Regions from separate parts of the Sus scrofa genome. Here region 2 is linked to region 1. A link is a contact called in public HiChIP or PLAC-seq data. All regions are on one chromosome and are shown on one strand. The core of a region is the stretch at or near the end of the contact, and the rest is flanking DNA. Distances in the headings are between cores, read along the strand shown.

Region 1 (5,089 bases), core at 1,668-4,167:
AACCCATTTAAAAATAGCCCCTCGTTCCTCGCTCCTGGTTCTTATTTAGACTTTTGAAAGGACATGGGTGGCTGGCTGTTTGAGGTTGAGGTCTCTGGCAAGTTCTGGAGCTATGTCTGTCCTGTGGCATGGTGGGTGGCCCCTGACTTAAGACACCAGGCATCACAACATGCCATTTTGTGGTAAATTCCTGAGAACGCCTCTTTGGCCAGTTGGAAGGCTTTTGTATGGCTTTGTGGACAAAGGGCTATAGGCCTGCTGTCCCCACTTAAGGGTTTCAGCCAGTCCTTTGTTGAAGTCTCACATTTTCTGCCACCCAATATGGAAGAACTGATCTCCATCTGGAAGATTTTTAAGAGTAATTGGTACCAATAGACTTTTCCCAACTGTGTGATTACTTGAATATGGCTCTCTAGGATGTTGGCTTCTGGATAAGACCTTACTGTGATGGCCTCCGAAGAGAAACTCTGCTGCAGGTGCCACTGATGGACAGATGAGTAAATTGTTCACCAGGAAAGTGCTTAGTGTTTTTCACCCAAAGGCCCCTGAGAGGCTATTTCTAGAACGGTTTTGGGTTTTGTCACTGTACTCTGGCTGTTGAGTCCGATAGTGATTGAACAATGCTTTTATGTGCATTTCAAAAGAATTCTTTGGTCCTGAGAACAAAATGAGATTATTGCTATAGAGAAGATGGCTCCCTTCCCACCTGCTACAACAGAGATGCTAGCTAGTACCTTTAAAAACTGAACCACATTTAAGTTTAGATGAGTGGAAATCCCTTGCCTTTTTAGAAGATCAAGTTTAGGAGGTAGCTTTGACACCTCCAAATATGATAATCCTCTCTGAAACAAAAAGCCAAAAAAGAGCATGTAGCTTTTCTCTCCAGTTTTTGTGCATATCTACCAGGTAGGCAGAAATCATACCTTGATTTTGTAAAAACTCTTGTCTGAAAAGTCTATATCCTTCTGAGCCCAGACTGTGGGATTGATGATCTGACTGCTGAGAACTGTCCTAAAAAGAACCTTCTAGTACATTTGCCAAGCCTAACACAGGCCTGCATCAGAACTAAATTCAGCTCTGGAATGCCTTGCAGAGAGGTTGTCGTTTAATCAGAATTTGTAATTAAAATTTATAAGAAATGTTTTGTAAGCAAACTCTTCATCAGAACATGATATATAATATTTATGTTAGAAAAGAGAAATCTAAAAGACTCTTCTGAAATGTTAGCTATATATTTGGGTGCTGAGCTTATAGGTTATGTTAATTTTCTTACATCCCTTTCCTTCCAACTTTGTAAAAGCAACATGCGTTACTTTTGTAATTGGAAAACATCTTATTTCCTAAAAAGGAAATTTAAAAATTTTAATGCATGTTTTGTCCTTAGCTTTTGGAACCTCCTTCTGTGTCACTGACTTTGAAAGCTCACAGTCCTGCTGCCATTACCAAACCAGACCTGGGTCTATTTACCCCACAAACAGCAAAGCCAGTCCACTAACTGCAGGCTGTGGTGAAGGGAAGATACAGTGGCACCAAGCAGGGAGAATGGGCAGCTCATGCTTAAAAGACCTGAACTCCCTGATGGCTTTGGAAGAATTTTTAAAGACAATATGAGGGGAAGGAAAGTCACAGCCTGTGTGATCCACTGGTGCACACTCTCTAATTGGTTGATGGTGAGATAATGGTGACATTTAATCTCAGTCATCAACCTTCAGTTTCCAACCAGTCTGAGGTGCCCATGCTGGTGATCCACAAGCAGCTAACTTCTTCCACCTGGTGGGGGTTTTAGTATCTGCAAAACAGCTCAAGGATATGGCTCAGGATATTATTTACAGCCCTAGAGGAGGAACTAAAGGTCCTTGCTTTGTTTTATGTCTAAATTTTGTCTTGCTTGACTGTTTTCCTCACTTCTCTGGTTAAATTTGCTCTTTGGAACTCAGAGAAGGCCTCAGAGGCTAAAGCTTTTTTGAAAACAAGAGGCAGAGGACACGGTGGGGTCTGAGGTGAGATGGGACATCCATGCTTAGGAAGCTCCTGCTCAGTTTTATCGTCATAGTTGCATATTTGTCATGGACAGCAGGGCACAGGAGCCTCCTGCAGAGTCAGGCCCATTTGCTGCGAGGCAAGGTTCGGGACCGCCCAGATCATTGAGAACTAGCGAAGCCAGAAGGCTCTCATGACTAGCTTACTAGCTTAGCTGTCTTGTCAGTCTTGATAGGATTCATTCCACTGCCCCCCCCCCCCATCCTAAAATCACTTTTTTAAAAATCCCTATATCCTCTGGCTAACTGTTAACCACCAACCACCAGGGCCAACTGGAAGACCTGGTGTTGCTGAGATTAAGAATGGTTTTGGCAATTAGGGATTTGCTCACTTGCTTTTATGTAAGCCTGAGGCATCAGGTTCACTTCCTGCTCTTGGGAGCCCTTGTTCAGTGGTTGCTTGGCACTCTTCTCCACCAATACCACTGCCAAAAGTGAACGAGTACTTTTTCTGTTTTGAAAACCATGGAACAGGGTTGAGATAAGAGAACCAGGTGTTACTTACTCCTCTGAATCTTTTCCCTCTAACCCAGTTTCCAAATTTTAGACCTAAAATAACAAATAGGTTCGTAGGTTTGTCCTTTGCTTCACACTTGAATTTGGATCTGGCCTTCAGAAAATAATGCTGCTAGAGCTATAATAGAAATTACTGTACTCATTTCCTTATGGGGGAGGCACATGCTTATTGATGACTGAAAGCACTTAAGGATGAAAGTTATCTGAGTCTCTTGTTCAGTGTGGCAGGGCTTATTTTTTATTGTTATCGATTTGGCCCCTGAGGTGATGACTCCTGGAATTTTTAAAGCAGTTGAAGTTGTCTCGCATCTATGGCAAGATGTTACGTGGAGGAGAGGAAGGAAGTTGTGGGCAAAAGCCACTGCCAAGTGATTTGTAGCCGAGCTGTTCAGAAGGCTGTCAGGAAACAGCTTTATTCTTCCATCTCCCTTTGCATAGGAATGGAACCCAGAGAAGGGATTGCAGTAAGTCTCCAAATCTGCCTATTCATTTAGACAAATTTACCTTCTCCCTTCCTCCCCTCAATTCTGGAGCAGTTGGTTCTCCTTGCAATACCATCCCAGTGGATTCAGGTTTTTTCTGGAGCTTGCACTTCCCTGACCCCTGCGTGGCTGTGTCTCTGGGCAGCAGGCAAGTGTACAGGCCTTAGAAGTGAGTCTGGTCTCTCAGGTTCCTTCTCAGGCATGTGCACTGGCATCTGAGGCCGCCCTTTTGACCCCAGGTTCTCCATGTCACCGAGGTGGCAGTGAAGTGAATTTGTTTGTGCAGGCAGCAGAATCACGTGTCAGGGTGATAAATATGTATGAAACTGGCTAGTTCATTTGAAAGACACCAAGGCTTACACTGCACCATTGCATCCATTCAGGTGAAAATTCATTTCTCTCCATGGCAGGGGCGGAGAGACCTTGAAATACGTTCTTCTTCATCAAGGTGGCTCAACCGGGAAAAACCTTTTAGTTTTTCAGAGCTATTAATGCTAATCAGAAAAAATTTGCTGTCAGCTGATAGCTAACAGCACATTTGGAGGCAAAGTTGGGGTTTTTGTTGCTGTTGTTTTTATTGTTGCTTTTCATTCCAGATTCTCCAAACCTCAGCTTTCTGTGTTCTCTGTTTCTTTTTGTGGAGCAAGGGGCTTATGCATTGTGTTCAGGATACATCTGCAAAAGGCTTCTGGAATGTTTTTATTGCATTTTAAATGCTGCAACCACCAGAGGCCAAATTATAAGCCAGAATTTTCCTCTTAGTAGCATGCCAGAAATCTCTCTGTCCAATGTAATTTGCATTATGATTAGAAAATACAATAAACTGGACACAGTTTTTTAGTCTTAGGGTATCACTGAGTTTTTCCCACAGTGTGTGTTGCCATTGTGGCTGGAGTTATATGCCAGCCTGGACCCCCTCAAAATGTAAGAGCAAGAGTAGGGGGTTAGAAGCTTCCTAGGCTGTCTTTGACAAAATTTGGGAAAATGCAGGTAGAAAGTAAAGGTAGGAGGAAAAGGAAATTAAAAATAATGAGATGAAGCTGGAGCGCGGTTGCTTTATTCAGCAGGGTAGGGGAGATAACCCTTATCCATTTTAGTTGAAGAGGTAAATCTTGGCTATTAAAGGATGTTTGGTTCCACTTGTAAATGGACATCAGCTGTCACTGGAAAAGCTTTTCTTTTTTTTTTTTCCCCTCGTCTTTTTGCCTTTTCTAGGGCCGTTCCTGTAGCATATGGAGATTCCCAGGCTAGGGGTCGAATTGGAGCTGTAGCTGCCAGCCTACGCCAGAGCCACAGCAACGTGGGATCCCAGCTGCTTCTGCAACCTACACCACAGCTCATGGAAACACTGGATCCTTAACCCATTGAGCAAGGCCAGGGATTGAACCCGCACCCTCATGGTTCCTAGTTGGATTTGTTAACCACTGCGCCAAGACGGGAACTCCTGGAAAAGCTTTTCAAATGATGTCAAAATTTGCAGTTATAAATGTTGTGATGTTTGAATTTCTTGGGTAGTTTTTTTTTTTTTTTTTTTCCTTTTCAGAACAGTCAGCCCAATTAGTAGTTACCTTAAAATATAGAGTCTTATCCTGTTGCTGATTATCTTTACTTTCCTTTTTCCTCTGTATTCATAAACTCGGTAAGAAAGATGTGGCTTTTTATTTTAATTTACCATGAGGTCTTGGCTTAGGATGAATTCTTTCTTTGGCTTAAATACTGTTTCTCAAAGAAGGAAGGGCTAGTTTTTACAAAACAGTTTTTTTTTTTGTTTTTGTTTGTTTTATTTTTTTGTTTGTTTGTTTTGCAGGTTGACTCCAGAGCCTAAAGGACTTCTTTATCTTATTTGTGGAGCATGTTTTTAAAAATCTTCCTTCTAACCAGATTTCTTTAAAGGTTAATGCTTTCAGCAGCATGATGCTATTGGGAATTTAGGAAACTCAGCTTAGCCCTTTAGGTATTGAGTGGAAGGGAAGCCTGAGGCAGAGTACATCATAGGAAATCATATAGGGAGAATGCAGGGACAATCACAGCATGGAAGAAGATATTGTCAAC
Region 2 (5,089 bases), core at 941-3,440, 350 kb before region 1:
GTTTCACCCTTCCATTTGTGGGCAGCTAGAATGTTCTCCTTTCAACTTTGTATTTAAATTGAATCTGTTATATGCATAAATCAAAGAACTGGGCTATTCTAGATGACTTTGGATACTTTCAAAGATAAAATTTTTAGGTACTTTCTCCATTTAAAGAGCAAGTAATCTTTGATTGGTATTTGTCTTCAGAACCTCTTTTTCTGTATTTCTCAATTATTTCCTGCCCTATCTGTTTCAGATTTGTACCCAGTGAGATCTACAATTCAAAATCAAGCCCCCAAACTTGCTTTTCATCTAAGAGTGGCTTTTTCCTATAATTTCTAACCCTGATGTTCTTTCTATCATAAAGCCATCCTTTGATTTCTGAAAAAACTTTTTCTTAAAAAAAAAAGCAGCCTTATTCACAGCAGCCAAAAGATAGAAGCAACTCAAGTGTTCATGGAAGGATGAAGGGATAAACAAAGTTGGGTTTATACATGCAGGGGAGTATTGTTCACTCATAAGAAGGAAAGGCTTTCTGAAACATGCTACAATATAGATGAACCTCAAAGAAACTATGCCAAGTGAAATAAGCCAGGCATACAAAAGGACAAATACTGTAAGATTTCAAATATGTAAAGACAGGAAGTAGCATGCTGGGGATTTCACATTGTGGCACAGCAGAAAGGAATCTGACCAGTATCCACGAGGACTTGGGTTAGATCCCTGGCCTTGCTCAGTGGGTTAAGGGTCCAGCATTGCTGTGAGCTGTGGTGTAGGTCACAGATGTGGCTTAGATCCCTTGTTGCTGTGGCTGTGGCAGCTGCAGCTCTGATTTGACCCCTAGCCTAGGAACTTCCTTACGCTATTGGTACAGCCCTAAAAAGCCAAAAAAAAAAAAAAAAAGAAAAGAAAAGAAAAAAAGAAAGGATGCTGGTTGCCAGGGCTGAGGGGAGAAAGGAATGGGGGTTAGTGTTTAATGGGTAGAGTTTCAGTTTAGGGAAGGCTGGTGGTAATAAGGGGAGAACACTGTGAATGTACCTAACGCCACTGACTAGATAAAAATGGTGACAATGGGATATTTTATGTATACATTACATCATTTTTTAAATAACGAAAATTTTCAGTGAAATTTAGCGGTTGTCCATTTTATTTATTTTCATATCTTTTTAAGCCAGGGTCACTTTTCTTCTATTATAAATAACTTCAGTTTCCTAGTAGACAACCGGTAAATAATTGATAAGTAAACGATTCATTCCTCACATGAGAGCAATAATTTTGTCACGACTAGTGCTAAGCAGTTTAGAATTGACGGAAGTTATAAATAATATGTGAAGCACCGAGAGTAAAGCACCTTTCCTCCCATAAATAACTCTTAAGCGGGTCAACAATTGAGAGATTTGTAGATTTCCCGCTTTGTATTTGTCAAATGAGACTTTCTGGTTCCCTATCTGCAAAAGGTCTTTGACAAAGAGTTGAAAAGAGGTTGTTTAATTAATTCCTTCTAACAGCCTTTCAGCCTGAGGCATATCTTTTACAGTTGATTGAACCCAGGCTTTTCTAATAGGACATTCAGTCTCATTCCCATTGCACAATTGCCGCCTTAGGAGCCTCTGTAATGCCACCTCTGCCACAGGTCCAACTGCCCACTTTCTGAGTCAGTGATCCTGACCAGGAGCTTTCTCTGTACTTTTATCCTGAGCAAAGCCAGTTCTCTCAGAGTTTGGTTCATCTGCTAGGAAAAAAGACCTAGCTACAGCGGTTTAAACTGATGAGCTTCTCATTTTCTCGTGTCATAAGCAGCCTGGAGGGAGGCAATTGTCGATGCTAGTTCAGTGTTTCCAGAGTGCTGATGAAAGGTCCCTGTGATTGATTGGTCAGTTGATTTTTGGTCTTTGCTCCAGATGATGTAGCTCAGGCTGCCAGGTCCGCTTTTCAAGCAGTAGACAATAAAAAAAAGTCAGACAATAGGGCATTTCCAGAAGCTCCACCCAACCATTTCTCCTTACACCTCACTGGCCACTTCTTTCTGGAAGGGAAGCTGGGAAATGTAGTTTTCAGATGGGAACAATGCCAAAGGTGCTTTTTATTAAGGAAGGAGGGCGAATGGATACAGTATAGGTGAAGAGCCTTCTTTACTCAAGGGAGGCTACAGGGTGTCTGAATTCTGGCAGTGGTGAGCAAGGAGGCATAAAAACCTCAGTAGAGCTAATCATGCATGTTGCTATGACAGCAATGACCTCAGTGTTAACACTCCTCCTTCACATCCTTGGTTCTTAGAGTATGTGATGATGTCTTCTTGGCCTTTCCTCCCTATTGCAGAACTGCTGACATAGGTTCTTACTCATACATATCCTAGAAACGTAATGTGACATTAAGTAATGGGGCGGGGGGAGGGTGCTGAAAGACTAGATGGTCTTCTGTAAAACAGAAGCCAGATCTATTTCCTGAGGCAGGAGACTATACCAAAAAGAGAATTGGCTTGAGTTCAGGCATAATTTAGGCACAGATTGTGGAAAGTATAGTGAGCCTTAACTTATTATTTGTCAGATTTCTTTTTCATAAAATATGCAATATAGCTACTGATACGGATTGGTAGCAATTGTGAAAGTTCTTGGGAACAATGTAAAGTGTCGTGTAAAAAATCATTTGAGATCACTAATAGGTGGAATCTAATTTTTAAAATGATGCAAAAGAACTTATTCACAAAACAGAAACAGACTCAAAGCTTTCAAAACCAAACTTATGGGGAGCAAAGGGCAAATGTTGGGGGGAAGGATAAATTAGGTTGGGATTAACATATATACACTACTATATACAAAATAGGTAAGTAACAAGGACCTGCTATATAGCACAGGGAAGTCTACTTAATACTGTGTAATGACCTATATGGGAAAAGAATCCAAAAGGGAATGGATATGTGTACATGCGTAACTGTATAACTGCTTCACTTTGCTGTACACCTGAAACCAACACAGCGTTGTAAGTCAACTATACTCCAATTACATTTAAAAAATAAAAATAAGTAAAGTTTTGGTGTAAATATGTAACTTTTGATAATTTAAAATTACATTTGCTCTTGTTTTTATCTTGAAGTGCAAAAGAACACATAGCATGCACTTCGTCCTTTACATCAAGAGGAAAAATTATTGTTACTCTCCAATTGAATTACTGACTATTTTATTTCCCTTCTGATAAATGTATCTGTCTCCTTTCTAAGGCAAGTAAGAATCCTTTAACTTTCTAGAAATGAGAAAGAATTTAGGAAATTTAGGAAAGCTTGTGATAGGTCTCAAACCATTTGTGTATTACTTGAAATATTTCCTAAATCTTTCTGAGATTGACTTTCCATTCTAAAATCATACCCGGAATTGTTTTTCCTTTGCTTTACACTTTCCTTTGTAACTCAAGTAAGGAGCTCAGGATAAATCCTTTAGTAATGACGGGTAACTCGTCTGGAATGCGCACACATTTCAGAGGTGCTAAAGCTTCTCTGTTTTTTAAGAACCTATGTTTTGGGGGGGGGTTAAAAGTAATCAAGGAGAGGATCATGTCACAGAAGCTGTTGACTTGCCTTCAGAGGCTGAGAAGTGGGTGGCTTGAAGCTTAGGCCGGTAGCAATAACAAAAAGAGCTATGATGTATCGTAAGAAGCTGAACTCTGTCTTGCCTTTACCACTCTAATTAGCTGGTGTTAGGATATCACAGGCTTCCTATTTTAGCACTGCTTTGTGACTTTTCCCTTTTATTCTCGGGTGGGGATGGTGGTGAAACAGCTCACCCCCTCCCGTCACTCACCGTAGAGTTGGGCTCCATCCAAAGCCCTGCGTTTGGCGCGGAAGGCCCTCTCTTCAGGGTGTGTCTGAGCAGAGGGCCAAATGCTTCCCAGGTCAGCTGGGGCTTCCAGATGGTAATAGGTCACAACTAAAAATAGGGGTATAAAATCTGCTACCCAGGTCCATCCCATGTGTCAGAGGCTGGTTTCAGAAGAGTCTAGAAGTGGCACTTCCACATTCATCGACTGATAACCAACAGCCTGAATCTTCCACAATCAATTAGAAAGAGAATGTTTGGCAAGTAAGAAATGTTGTCACACGAGAGCATAGCAGTGACAGAAATATGAGGGTTCCTTACAGGAGGCTGGCCAACTGGTGGTCCAGCAGCAGCCCTGGTGCCCTCTGTGTTGTTTCTGACCTAGCCACAGGGCTTGGAAAGACAGTGACTAACCTGTTGTCTAGATTTGGATCATATTCCCTGATATAAATCCTATTTGTGTTTTATAAAGTCTATTTTATGTCTCAAAATCCTACCAAAAGAATCATTCTGATTTTTCATTGGCATATTTTATGCCATCAGATTCATGGCCAGGTCAAAATGTAACTTCAGATTTCTTTTAAAGGACTGTGAGCCAGGTACAGGGTTCCCTAAGGCAAGGGAACCTTTCTTTCTTTGGACAGAGGACTCTGAGGGCTCCTGAGGGAGCACATTAACAATTCGTCCAAGGAATTTTGGTTCCCTCCACCTCTGAGCATTAGGAGTCGACCAAGAGAAGGGTCCTGAGATGTTCTGACAGTTCGAGTAAGCTTGACTCAAATGCAGGGATTTGCCAGTCATTGCCAGGTAGTAGAGCTATGAAGATGAATATGGCACTTGCCCTCCATAGATTTTTATTTGGTAGGAATGGACAGATACATGAAGAAGTGTGCCACTAAATATCTCCAGGACTTTGATGAGAGTCAGTCTAGTTGGGGGCAGGTATAGGAGGGAGAAGGAAGGTGAAACACTCGATGAGGTGTCCCTGAGCTGAATGTTCCATTGAAAGATGCTGGCCCCAAGGGCAGGTTGGGGAAAAGAGTTCCTTGTAGAGTAAGGCAAGATAGACACACGAGCTTGTGTGTGTTTGGGAGACCAGTCCAATGGAAGCATGACATGGAAACTAGAGTTTTATAAAAGAGGCAGTCAGAGGGGCAAATGGAAGTAGATTACAGGACCTTGACTACCATGAAAATTAAGATTTTTGACTTGTAAGCAGTAGGTCATTAAAAAGATTTTGAAGGGTGAGTTCCCATTGTAGCACAGCAGTAATGAACATGACTAGTATCCATGAGGAT

Evidence for each region. HiChIP or PLAC-seq counts read pairs in DNA pulled down with a chosen protein or histone mark.
Region 2: a contact with region 1 is called in an H3K27ac HiChIP or PLAC-seq map of skeletal muscle. The contact joins two enhancer-like sites. A contact is called at or near these places in 1 of 47 Hi-C or Micro-C datasets (epiblast stem cells) and 1 of 2 datasets of contacts at active chromatin or transcription factors (skeletal muscle).

Annotation. Positions count from the first base shown.
Region 1 is chr14:63,228,764-63,233,852 of Sscrofa11.1, reverse strand. The region is part of intron 2 of CCDC6 (coiled-coil domain-containing protein 6); the gene reads left to right. Among named protein-coding and RNA genes, the nearest start is that of CCDC6, 69 kb to the left of the region's middle. Within about 2 kb of position 2,917, at least 8 of the 83 cell types and tissues checked have an H3K27ac peak or open chromatin away from gene starts, as enhancers often do. A contact at or near this core is called in skeletal muscle, where this site is marked.
Region 2 is chr14:63,573,637-63,578,725 of Sscrofa11.1, reverse strand. The region is part of intron 16 of ANK3 (ankyrin-3); the gene reads left to right. Among named protein-coding and RNA genes, the nearest start is that of ANK3, 230 kb to the left of the region's middle. Within about 2 kb of position 2,190, at least 7 of the 83 cell types and tissues checked have an H3K27ac peak or open chromatin away from gene starts, as enhancers often do. A contact at or near this core is called in skeletal muscle, where this site is marked.